Linked DNA regions of Sus scrofa: regions 1 and 2 are each linked to region 3. A link is a contact called in public HiChIP or PLAC-seq data. All regions are on one chromosome and are shown on one strand. The core of a region is the stretch at or near the end of the contact, and the rest is flanking DNA. Distances in the headings are between cores, read along the strand shown.

Region 1 (3,354 bases), core at 789-3,288, 100 kb after region 3:
CCTTGCTCAGTGTGTTAAGGATCCGGCATTGCCCTGAGCTGTGGTGTAGGTCGCAGATGCAGCGTGGATCCTGCGTTGCTGTGGCTGTGGCACAGGCTGGCAGCTGCAGCTCCAATGCTACCCCTAGCCTGGGAACTTCCATATGCTGTGGGTGCGGCCCTAAAAAAAAAAAAAAAAAAAAACAGGAGTTCCCGTCGTGGCGCAGTGGTTAACGAATCCAACTAGGAACCATGAGGTTGTGGGTTCGGTCCCTGCGCTTGCTCAGTGGGTTAACGATCCGGCGTTGCCATGAACTGTGGTGTAGGTTACAGACTCGGCTCGGATCCCGCGTTGCTGTGGCTCTGGCGTAGGCTGGCAGCTACAGCTCTGATTCGACCCCTAGCCTGGGAACCTCCATATGCTGTGGGAGCGGCCCAAAGAAATAGCAAAAAAAAAAAAAACAAACCACAAAACACCACCCCACAATGCTCTTACAATGGTGCTGACCGAAACCACACACAGCAGCACCAAGGAAAGGGATGTGGGCTCTGCAGATGTGGACTCCGCAGATGTGGGCAGAGGAAGACAGCCCTATGAGGGAGGGGCTGTTAGTCCCTCCTGCCCCTCACAGATGGGGAAACTGAGGCTCCCAGATATATCTCCCCCAAATGTGTTTCAGCATCTCAGCTCCATGGAGCTGCCTCAAAGAGTGACTTACTCAAGAGGGCCTCTGAGGGATTAATTAGCAGGGCAGCCTGGAAGCGGGGCGGGGGCAGAAAGACCAGGCAGAGGCTTTCTGACTCACCGAGGCCTGGGGTGTCTGAGACAGACTTGCATGATGTTTCCAAAGAAGACAAGTAGGTGAGGGGAAGGCAGGAGACACATCTTAATCACAATACCAGGAATGAGTCCCAAGGAAAGAAACTTCCAGGCAGCTTGCTCTGTTTCACTCCCAATTCAAGGCTGAAGCATCCACAGAAATGTGTGGAGTGTATGTGTGTTCATGGCCCAGCGCAAGGCTGGTAGCCACAGGGAGACACTGAGCAGGTGAGGCAAGTTCCAGGTAACTGAAAGGCCTGTGATGACAAACCCCCGGGGGCAGGCACCTTCACTGAGGGCATCTTCCTGCTCAGCACCAGCCATCCCAGGGGGCCCCAGCAGAGGCAGAACAGGGGTGCCTGCACCTGGCATACGGCAGTGATGATCAATGAAATTTGTCCAGATGAATCTCTTCTCATTCATCCATTCCTCACTGTTGAGCCCCTACTATGTTCCAGGCACTTACAGACCTTCTTTTGAGCGTCAGGACAACCCCAGGAGGTGGGTTCCACTAGCCCATTTTTAACGAGGAAACAGGCTCAGGGGCGAGGCGATGTGCCACGATGGTCACCAGGTCAGGAAGACGGCGGCGGCAGTGATTTCAGTCTGAGGTTCCTCTTTCAGCAAGAGGAGCCTCCCCCAGAAAGTCAACAGACATCCTCGGAGCCTCCCTGTGGGATGGGGAGTGTCCTGGGGCTGGCTTTCATTCGATGATGTGCGGTATGTGATATATTCTCCATTTTACAAGAGGGGCTGGACTCAGGAAAGTAGGGCTTCAAGTGTCTGAGTCCCGCTGCTCCCCCACATTAAACTCACTTGTTCTCTCTTTGTCCACAGACATCACTTTCAACACTTTCCTATTTTACATTTTAAAGCATGACATTCTCGGGCTTTAAAAATCAGATTTCCCTGTGAGATGCGAGCCAAGGACTAGATTTCTTGATGCAGCTTACGTCGCTCTCCCCGGAATCTGGGACTTGAGGGGGCGACAAGAACCTCGGCCCAACAGAGCGGGTTCAAAGTTCCGCTTGGGCAACTGCACCTTGTCCACTGCGCAGGCGCCGCTCCAGTCTCCCGCGCTCCCAACTGGCCCCCTCCGTGGGCGAACCCACTTCCAGAAGGGGAGGAGGGTACGCGTTCCTCCCGAGATGGTCCAAGCCAGCCTCTGGCCAATCAGAAAGCTGCTTTTATCACCGCTTCTGGATATAAGTTGTTGGAGCTGTTTTTCCCTGAACTTTCCAGAGGTGAGGGGGCGGGAGGTGGAGATGATTGACATGCTCTACAACTATTAGCCAAGCGAGAAAAGTTTGAAGAGCAGATACTGCTACGAATTACCTGGCGAGAAAGGGCTGTTATCCCCGCCCCTCCTTCCCACTGGTCTTCGGGAGCTTTCGGGTGTGGGAGCTTTTGGTGGCAGCCAATCCACAACCAGCAAGGAGGAGGAGGAGGAAATAGAGAAGGCGGGGCAGGCGGGGCATGGTTGCCCGAGAAGCCCATCTGTTGCGGTTCTGGGGGCGGGAAGGTTGCTGGATCACTATTCCTGCTTCCCACTAACTGGAGCTGTGCCTGGGACGGGATCCGAATCGCCTCGCTGGCATCTTCCAGGTTACTCTCTGAGACCTTGAACTTGGCCCCATCTGGCGATCCTCCGCGCCCTGCCGCGACCCTAGTGCCCGAGAACTGCCCGCGGGCTGCCCAGAGGGTCGTTGTCCCCACCGCCGCCACAGGACCCTTCAGCGCCAGCCTTCCCCACTCCCCTTCCCAGGCAGGGCCCCCCAACGCCTCCAGCAGCCTCTCTTCCGCTGTCTGGTCCGCGGAGGTGATTGGTTACCATGGTGAAGCTGGCAGCGAAATGCATCCTGGCAGGTGAGTCTGAAAACTTGCGGATGAATACAGTCGACGGAGGCCAGAGAGTTATCAAGAGTTTTTGTTCATGTAAATTGGCTACTCTCTTTCCCTTTCTCTCTTCCAAAGGCGAGTTAATGCAATTACTGATAGAGTAAATTCCATTAGGCGTAGACGAATTATCTTCCACAGCACATTTGTAGCTCCAGTTGCTTTTCCGCACTCCCTGTCATACTCTGAGACCACTGTCACTAATTTGAGCTGTGCTCAGAAGGAGTAGACTCGCTAAAAAAAATAAGGCTAAGCTCACCCCAAGTGCTTCAACTAAACCATGTCCTGTACCCCGAAGTTAGGCATCAGTGACGTGATGGTCTTATGAGATTTTTTTTTTCCTGAACCCATTCCTCTCAAAACGGGGATAGGAGGTAGTCATGTACAGTTGAGCAGAGTCTGCAAAAGTTATGTGTGTTGTCTTTAAGACCCAGAGTTACTGTGCTGCCCCACAAGCAGGAGGACATAAAGGACTCTCCCAAACGTCAGAATCTCTGTTTTCCTGACTGATACATCCCAAGCACACAGAACAATATCTGGAACATAGTAGGTACTCACTAAATATTGGTAGAATGAATGAAAATGTGACATGCGCATTTGTAGTATTTCTGCTCATTTCGAAAACATTTGCCATGATTATGGACCTGCGACCAAGGAGCA
Region 2 (3,022 bases), core at 327-2,826, 100 kb before region 3:
ATGTAACTCTAACTAGAAAGCAGTCATCAGGAAAAGAAAGCCATTAAGCGAGGAAGCGATCATTTGTGAAAAGCCGGTTAGAGTGAGTTAGTAGGACAAGGTAAGGACTAGTTTTTAGCTGTAACAAGAGTTCTGCCAGGGACTGGACTGGCTTCAGCTATTTTTTGCTTTGTCTCTTTTTTTTTTTTTTTTTTTTTTTTTTTAGGGCCACACCCACGGGAATATGGACGTTCCCAGGCTAGGGGTTGAATCGGAACTGCAGCTGCCGGTCCACACCACAGCTACAGCAAGGCCAGATCCAAGCCATATCTGTGACCTACACCACAGCTCATGGGAATGCCAGGATCCTTAACTCACTGAGCAAGGCCAGGGATTGAACCCAAGTCCTCGTGGATACTAGTCAGTTTTGCTACCGTTGAGTCATGACGGGAGCTGCTCTGGCTGCACCTGTTATAAGTGGTACCGAGGAAGATCAGCCCATTTATCCTTCCCCAGCAGCCTGAGTCAGAGACTGAAAGTCCTGCATCCTGGGATATGGAAACCTGACCTCTCTCTCTCTCTCTCTCTCTCTCTCTCACACACACACACACACACACACACAAATACACCATCATGGACACACACAGTCACCTGAGCAAATGCATACGCACGGAGGGCTGAACATCAGCGTGACACCTACACACAAATATATGAGAGATAAAGTACCGCCTGCCATATCAGTGAGCAAAGGATGTCACAGTCATTAGCGATGGCAGCCCCCTCGGAGCTAATAGTTAATATTCTGTACCTACTACCTGCCCTTTGTTGCAAGACTCTTCTGTATCCTAGCTTCCACCTCAGCTCCTCCGGGAAGTTTCTCAGAGCTGTCTGAAATGCTGCCACCCAGGATCTAGTCCTCATTTTGCCCCAAATAAAACTTAACTCACAACACTCACCTTGTGCAACCTAGGCAGTCACACAGCGTCACGCTCAGAGGGGCCCCCAAGCGTGTTTAATGATCTACTGCCTCGCTTTTGAAGTGCTTAGTCATTTTTTTTTTTTAGGGCCACACCTGTGGAAGTTCCCAGGCTAAGGGTCGAATCAGAGCTATAACTGCTGGCCTACACCACAGCCACAGCAATTTTTTTTTTTTTTTTAAAGGGCCACACTTGAGGCATATGGAGGTTCCCAGGCTAGGGGTCGAATCAGAGCTACAGCTGCTGGCCACAGCTACAGCCACAGCTACGCAGGATCCGAGCCACGTTTATAATCTACACCACAGCTCACAGCCATGCCAGATCCTTAACCCACTGAGCGAGGCCAGGGATGGAACCCACAACCTCTTGGTTCCTAGTCGGATTTGTTTCCACGGCACCACAACGGGAACTCCAGCCACAGCAGTTTTTGCACAGATACACACACAGGTGTTCTCTGTCTCATTGTCTTCCTCTTTCCTCCCATCTTGTCTTCACACTGGAACTGCCCACAAAGCTCCAACCTCAGCCCTGAAATCAAAAGACTGAGAATGAAAACTGGAGACTGAGGGGCAGCCCCTGCAGAGGGGATCTAGTCATGTCAGACACTGACCTCTAGGTGGCAGCACCAAGCTGGGCCAAGCCTTAGCTCAAGGCGGGAAGGAAAGCGGACTGGGACAGGAGGGGCAAGAGGGAGGAGGGGGGTGAAGGGGAGGAGGGGGGAGGAGGGGGGAGGAAGTGGGTGCCACTGAGTGCTTCCCTAATCACGCCTCTTCCAGAAAGCTCAGAGAGTTCCCAAAGTAGCAGATTCTCTGAGGGATTGCCCATTCCATTCTTCTGTGCCTATACTTTCATCCAATTCATTTTTTTCCTGTTCACTTTCGTATTTTTCTTTTTGTTGTTGTTTCTTAAAATCTTCTGATTACAGGAGTTCTCCTGTGGCACAGCAGGTTAGGGATCTGGGGTTTTCACTCCAGTGACTTGGGTCACTGCTGTGGCTTGGGTTTTATCCGTGGCCTGGAAACTTCCACACACCCCAGGTGCTTGGCCAAAAAACAGAGAAATAAATAAAGATTTAAAAAAAAAAAAAAACAAAGTTAAAAAAGCTTTCTGCTTCAAATGCAACACATTTTATTGTAGAAAACCACACATACAGGAAAGTAAAAATCAGCTACGACTTGGCACTTGTTTTTTCCCAGCCTTGCCTGAGTCATGTGGAAGTTTCCAGGCCAGGGATTGAACCCAAGCCATGACAGCAACCTGAGCCACTGCAGTGACAAATGCTGGATTCTTACTCTGCTGCACCACAGTGGGAACACCTCGACATACATTCAGGGTTTTTTTTTTTTTGGCTTTTAGGGCTGCACTCTCAGCATATGAAAGTTCCCAGGCTAGGGGTCTAATTGGAGCTACAGCTGCCGACCTCCGCTACAGCCACAGCGACACAGGATCCGAACCTCGTCTGCGACCTACACCACAGCTCGCGGCAGTGCTGGATCCTTAACCCACTGAGTGAGGCCAGGGATTGAACCCAAGTCCTCATGGATACTAGTCGAGTTTGTTTCTGCTGAACCGCAATGGGAACTCCCTCGAGACACATTCTTCAACTTACCTTTTCACTTAATATGACTTGGTCATGTTTTCGACCATCATGTATAGACAGATCTGCCTCTGCTTTTAATCATTTGGAATCTAATATTCCTAAGTCTGATTTTTGCATAACTTGGGTAGTCCATTCATTGAATGGTCCTCAGTCAGTGGGTGCAAACACGAGGCAGTTTTGTTTTCTCCCATTGTGTCATCCCCACCGGGCTCCGTGGACTCCCCTTCACATCCCTTAATGATGTCTCCAGCTTTCTGATCATTGTCAATCTTTTTTTAAATTATTATTATTTATAACAGCTGCACCTGCGCATATGGAAGTTCCCAGGCTATGGGTTGAATTGGAGCTGCAGCTGCCAGTCTATGCTGCAGCCATAGCAACGCCAGATCCAAGCCACATCTGTGGACTCCACAGCAGCCCATGGCAACACCAGCTCCTTAACCTAATGAGTGGGGCCAGGGATCGA
Region 3 (3,069 bases), core at 395-2,894:
GCAACAATCCTGGACCCCATGCACTAGACGCCCCACCCCAAGTCGTAAAAATCATGTGTCTCAAGATATTTACTGCCAAGCGTCTCCTGGTGGGCACAATGGCCCTGTTGAGAACCACTGGGATAGAAGTGAAGAGATGAGAGCGTTGGAGGCTCAGAGATCAGAGGGTAAAGGTTCAGAGGTCAGAGGCGAAGGCTGACGGGTCTCTCTTACAAAGTGGCTGGTGAAGCCTCTCTTCTCCTCGATGTCCGCGATGTTGGCTGAGACGGCAATGTCGTCAGGAAGCTGGGCGAAGTCGCTGAGGGAGGCAGGAGGAGAAGAGAAATCAAATCCTGGTATCACCTCTGCTGTGTTTGGTGGCCCCTGGATATGAGACCCCGTGCCGAGTGAACCAATGTATCTGCAACTTCCCCTTCAACACCCACCTGTGCCAGATCCCGCTACAGACCTGACCTTGAGATCCAAGGCATTTGGAGACAGGGCCACATATCAACAGCCGTATTAGAGTCCAGCAAATCGCTTTGCAACTGTTTTATTCATCCGGAAACAGGGCATCCGGCACCCCTAACATACCAGAGCCTGTTCTAGGCCCTGGGTCACAGGTGTAAAGGAAGTTGACACACGCCTCCCAGGGAGAAGGGCTCATTACGCCCTGGTCGGGGAAACCCTCACAGAGGAGGTGACCTTTGGGCCAGATCTAGATGGACTAAATAGGAGTCCATTAGGTAGGATGGAGGAAGGGCCTTCCGGGCAGAGGGAACAGAATGTGCCAAGGGTCTGAGGCCCAGGTCTAGTGTTGGCTGGAGTCTGTTGTGATCAGAGACTGAATAGGTGGCTGAGGCCAGGCTGAGGAGGGTCTCCAGTGCCGAGCTCAGGAATTTTACAGGCAATAGGGATCCACATAAGTGTTCAGAAGAGAGTGAAAACACAACAGGATCTTGGCTTAAGGAGACCAACTCGGGCAGCTGAGTGGAGAGGAACAGGAGGGCAGAGACTGAAGGGACAGGGCCCCATTGGGAGGCCCTGAAGTGGTCCAGCCGAGAGCTGATGCGGACCCGGGCCAGACAGCGGGGACAGGAGAGGACAGACACAAGGGACATCGCCCTTGGCAGACACTGTTCCATTTTCGTGTGAGCTGCTGCTTCTTGCTAATCAAGCTCCAATTCTTTTCAGGGTGACAAGGTCCAGCCCCGTGGTGACAGATCACTATTGGTCTGAGCCAAACATAATTATCCCATTGCTGTTTCCCAGCCTTCCGTGCAGCTAGGAGCAGCCACGTGACCAGTTCATAAGAGGAACTCTGCCGTAAGACCCTCTGGGACTGTGCTTGCTCTCCTGATCCAGAGGGATGGACAAGGCCATCATGGTCTCCTCCCCCTTTCCCTTCTGCCTCCCTGGAAAGCAGGTGTGACTTCGGACCTGCAGCAGCCATATTGCATCCAGGAGGCATATCATGAGAAGGCTCACAGGACTCTGGGATGCTGGTCTTGAAGTCAGAGAGCCGCAAAACAGCTGTGGCCGACCTCTGGACTTCTTGTTATGTGAAAGCATAAACGCCTGTTTCAGCCACTCTCAGTTCCTCTTCTGTCTGCGGCCTTATGCATTTCTGACAGACACATTACTGATCTGTGAGTCACTCTAGAGTTACGGCCAGTAGGGTTTGGGGACTGTTTGGATGCAGAGGTGAAAGAAAGGGCAGTGTCAAGACTGACACCCACATGTTACCCATATTCTGACCAGGATGGGTGGGAGGGGAGCCCAGCTGAGGGACTCCATTTGGGGATGCTAATTTGAGGGGCCTCTTGGGTACCCAGGCTGAAGTCCAGCAAAAGCAGTGTGTCTCTGGAGTTCAGCAAGGATTGGGGGGGTTGCTCAGCTCGTGGGAGGGTAAGAACCAACCATATGCCCTGTGACTGGTAGTTAAGGACCCCCCCCCAAAGAAGAGCAATCAGAATGAGCAGAGGAGGGGGCTGAGAGGGACACATGCGGGAAGGGAAACTACCAAGGAGATGGGGAAGGCGCAGCTTAGGGGTTGCGGAATCCAGCCGCTTGTGGCCGGATGAGGAAACAAGGAAAGCAAACATGACTTTACTGTTGCAGCAACTGGGAAACAGGGTGGGAGTGGGGGCGGGGCCTGCCACATCTGAACCTCAGCGCCGGCCGTAATATCGATTTCAAAGGCTACACCCCCAGTCCCAGGCCCTGCCAGTCCCCATGTGATCTGGGCTGCCAGGGCTCTTGGGCCACGTCAGGACTCTGGAGGGCTGGCTGAGAGGTGACTCAGGGTGGCAGCGGGCAGGGAGAGGAAAGCCCCATTGCTCCCAGAGCAACTCGGTGGCTTCTGGCAACCTCGCCACTCACTTTCCACACACGGTTCCGGGGTTACACCCTTGGGGGAAGCTTCCTCCTCCACTTTCTCCCCCAAGACTGTGCATTTTAGGGGGATTTCACCTGCAGCTGGCTGGGGATGGGGCAGGAAGGAACCGGAGAGCTAGAAATGGCCCTGAGCGGGGACTCGGGAGGGCTGGGCAATAATAGCTAACTTCAGCTAACGACTTCCTGAGCGCCCCAGCACCAGGTGCCCTTCCGAGAGTGTCATGTTTTTTTCCAGACAAGGAAACGGAGGCTCAGAGAGGTTAACAAACTTGCCCAAAGAAGTCGAGAAGCCAGAATATGGCTCCAGAATTCTAGTCCTGAACACGGCTGCACGGGCCCTGCTTTGAAGCTCCCAACAGCCTGCTGCACGAGGTCAGATATATCCCGGCCCCTCCCAGCCTCGGTCTCCCCATCTGAAATGGCAATGATAATAATGACAGTAATTACATCATAAGAACCCCACACCCCACACCCTACTACAGCTGCTACAGCACCTACTGTAGCTCAGACACTATTCTAAGAACATGAGGACGTGGCCTCCGCTTTCCTGGGTCTCGTGGTCGAGTGGAGGCGTCCGGCAATTGTATAATCTCCATGGTCACAGATGTGGTGAAGAAAAAGCCTCTGATGTTTTGAGCGCCAGCAGGAGCCCGGCCGCTTGACAGTCCCTCATGGAATCGGCTGTGCGTTGGG

What was found. HiChIP or PLAC-seq counts read pairs in DNA pulled down with a chosen protein or histone mark.
Region 1: a contact with region 3 is called in an H3K27ac HiChIP or PLAC-seq map of alveolar macrophages. The contact joins the promoter of NCF4 here to the enhancer-like site in region 3. A contact is called at or near these places in 1 of 5 promoter capture datasets (liver), 15 of 47 Hi-C or Micro-C datasets (alveolar macrophages, blood, embryonic fibroblasts and 9 more) and 2 of 2 datasets of contacts at active chromatin or transcription factors (alveolar macrophages and skeletal muscle).
Region 2: an H3K27ac HiChIP or PLAC-seq map of alveolar macrophages shows a contact between it and region 3. The contact joins two enhancer-like sites. A contact is called at or near these places in 1 of 5 promoter capture datasets (liver), 25 of 47 Hi-C or Micro-C datasets (alveolar macrophages, blood, embryonic fibroblasts and 13 more) and 2 of 2 datasets of contacts at active chromatin or transcription factors (alveolar macrophages and skeletal muscle).

Annotation. Positions count from the first base shown.
Region 1 is chr5:10,991,964-10,995,317 of Sscrofa11.1, forward strand. It overlaps NCF4 (neutrophil cytosol factor 4), which reads right to left and starts at 2,039. Exons shown (of 12, transcript XM_021091535.1): 1 at 785-2,039. IFT27 (intraflagellar transport protein 27 homolog) reads left to right here and starts at 2,219. Exons shown (of 7, transcript XM_021091536.1): 1 at 2,219-2,664. The coding sequence starts at 2,631.
Region 2 is chr5:10,788,680-10,791,701 of Sscrofa11.1, forward strand. No RefSeq gene overlaps it. Among named protein-coding and RNA genes, the nearest start is that of TEX33, 22 kb to the left of the region's middle. Within about 2 kb of position 1,577, at least 15 of the 83 cell types and tissues checked have an H3K27ac peak or open chromatin away from gene starts, as enhancers often do. A contact at or near this core is called in alveolar macrophages, fetal liver and liver, where this site is marked.
Region 3 is chr5:10,892,642-10,895,710 of Sscrofa11.1, forward strand. NCF4 (neutrophil cytosol factor 4) reads right to left here. Exons shown (of 12, transcript XM_021091535.1): 4 at 214-298. Among named protein-coding and RNA genes, the nearest start is that of CSF2RB, 54 kb to the left of the region's middle. Within about 2 kb of position 1,645, at least 30 of the 83 cell types and tissues checked have an H3K27ac peak or open chromatin away from gene starts, as enhancers often do. A contact at or near this core is called in alveolar macrophages, embryonic fibroblasts, fetal liver and 2 more, where this site is marked.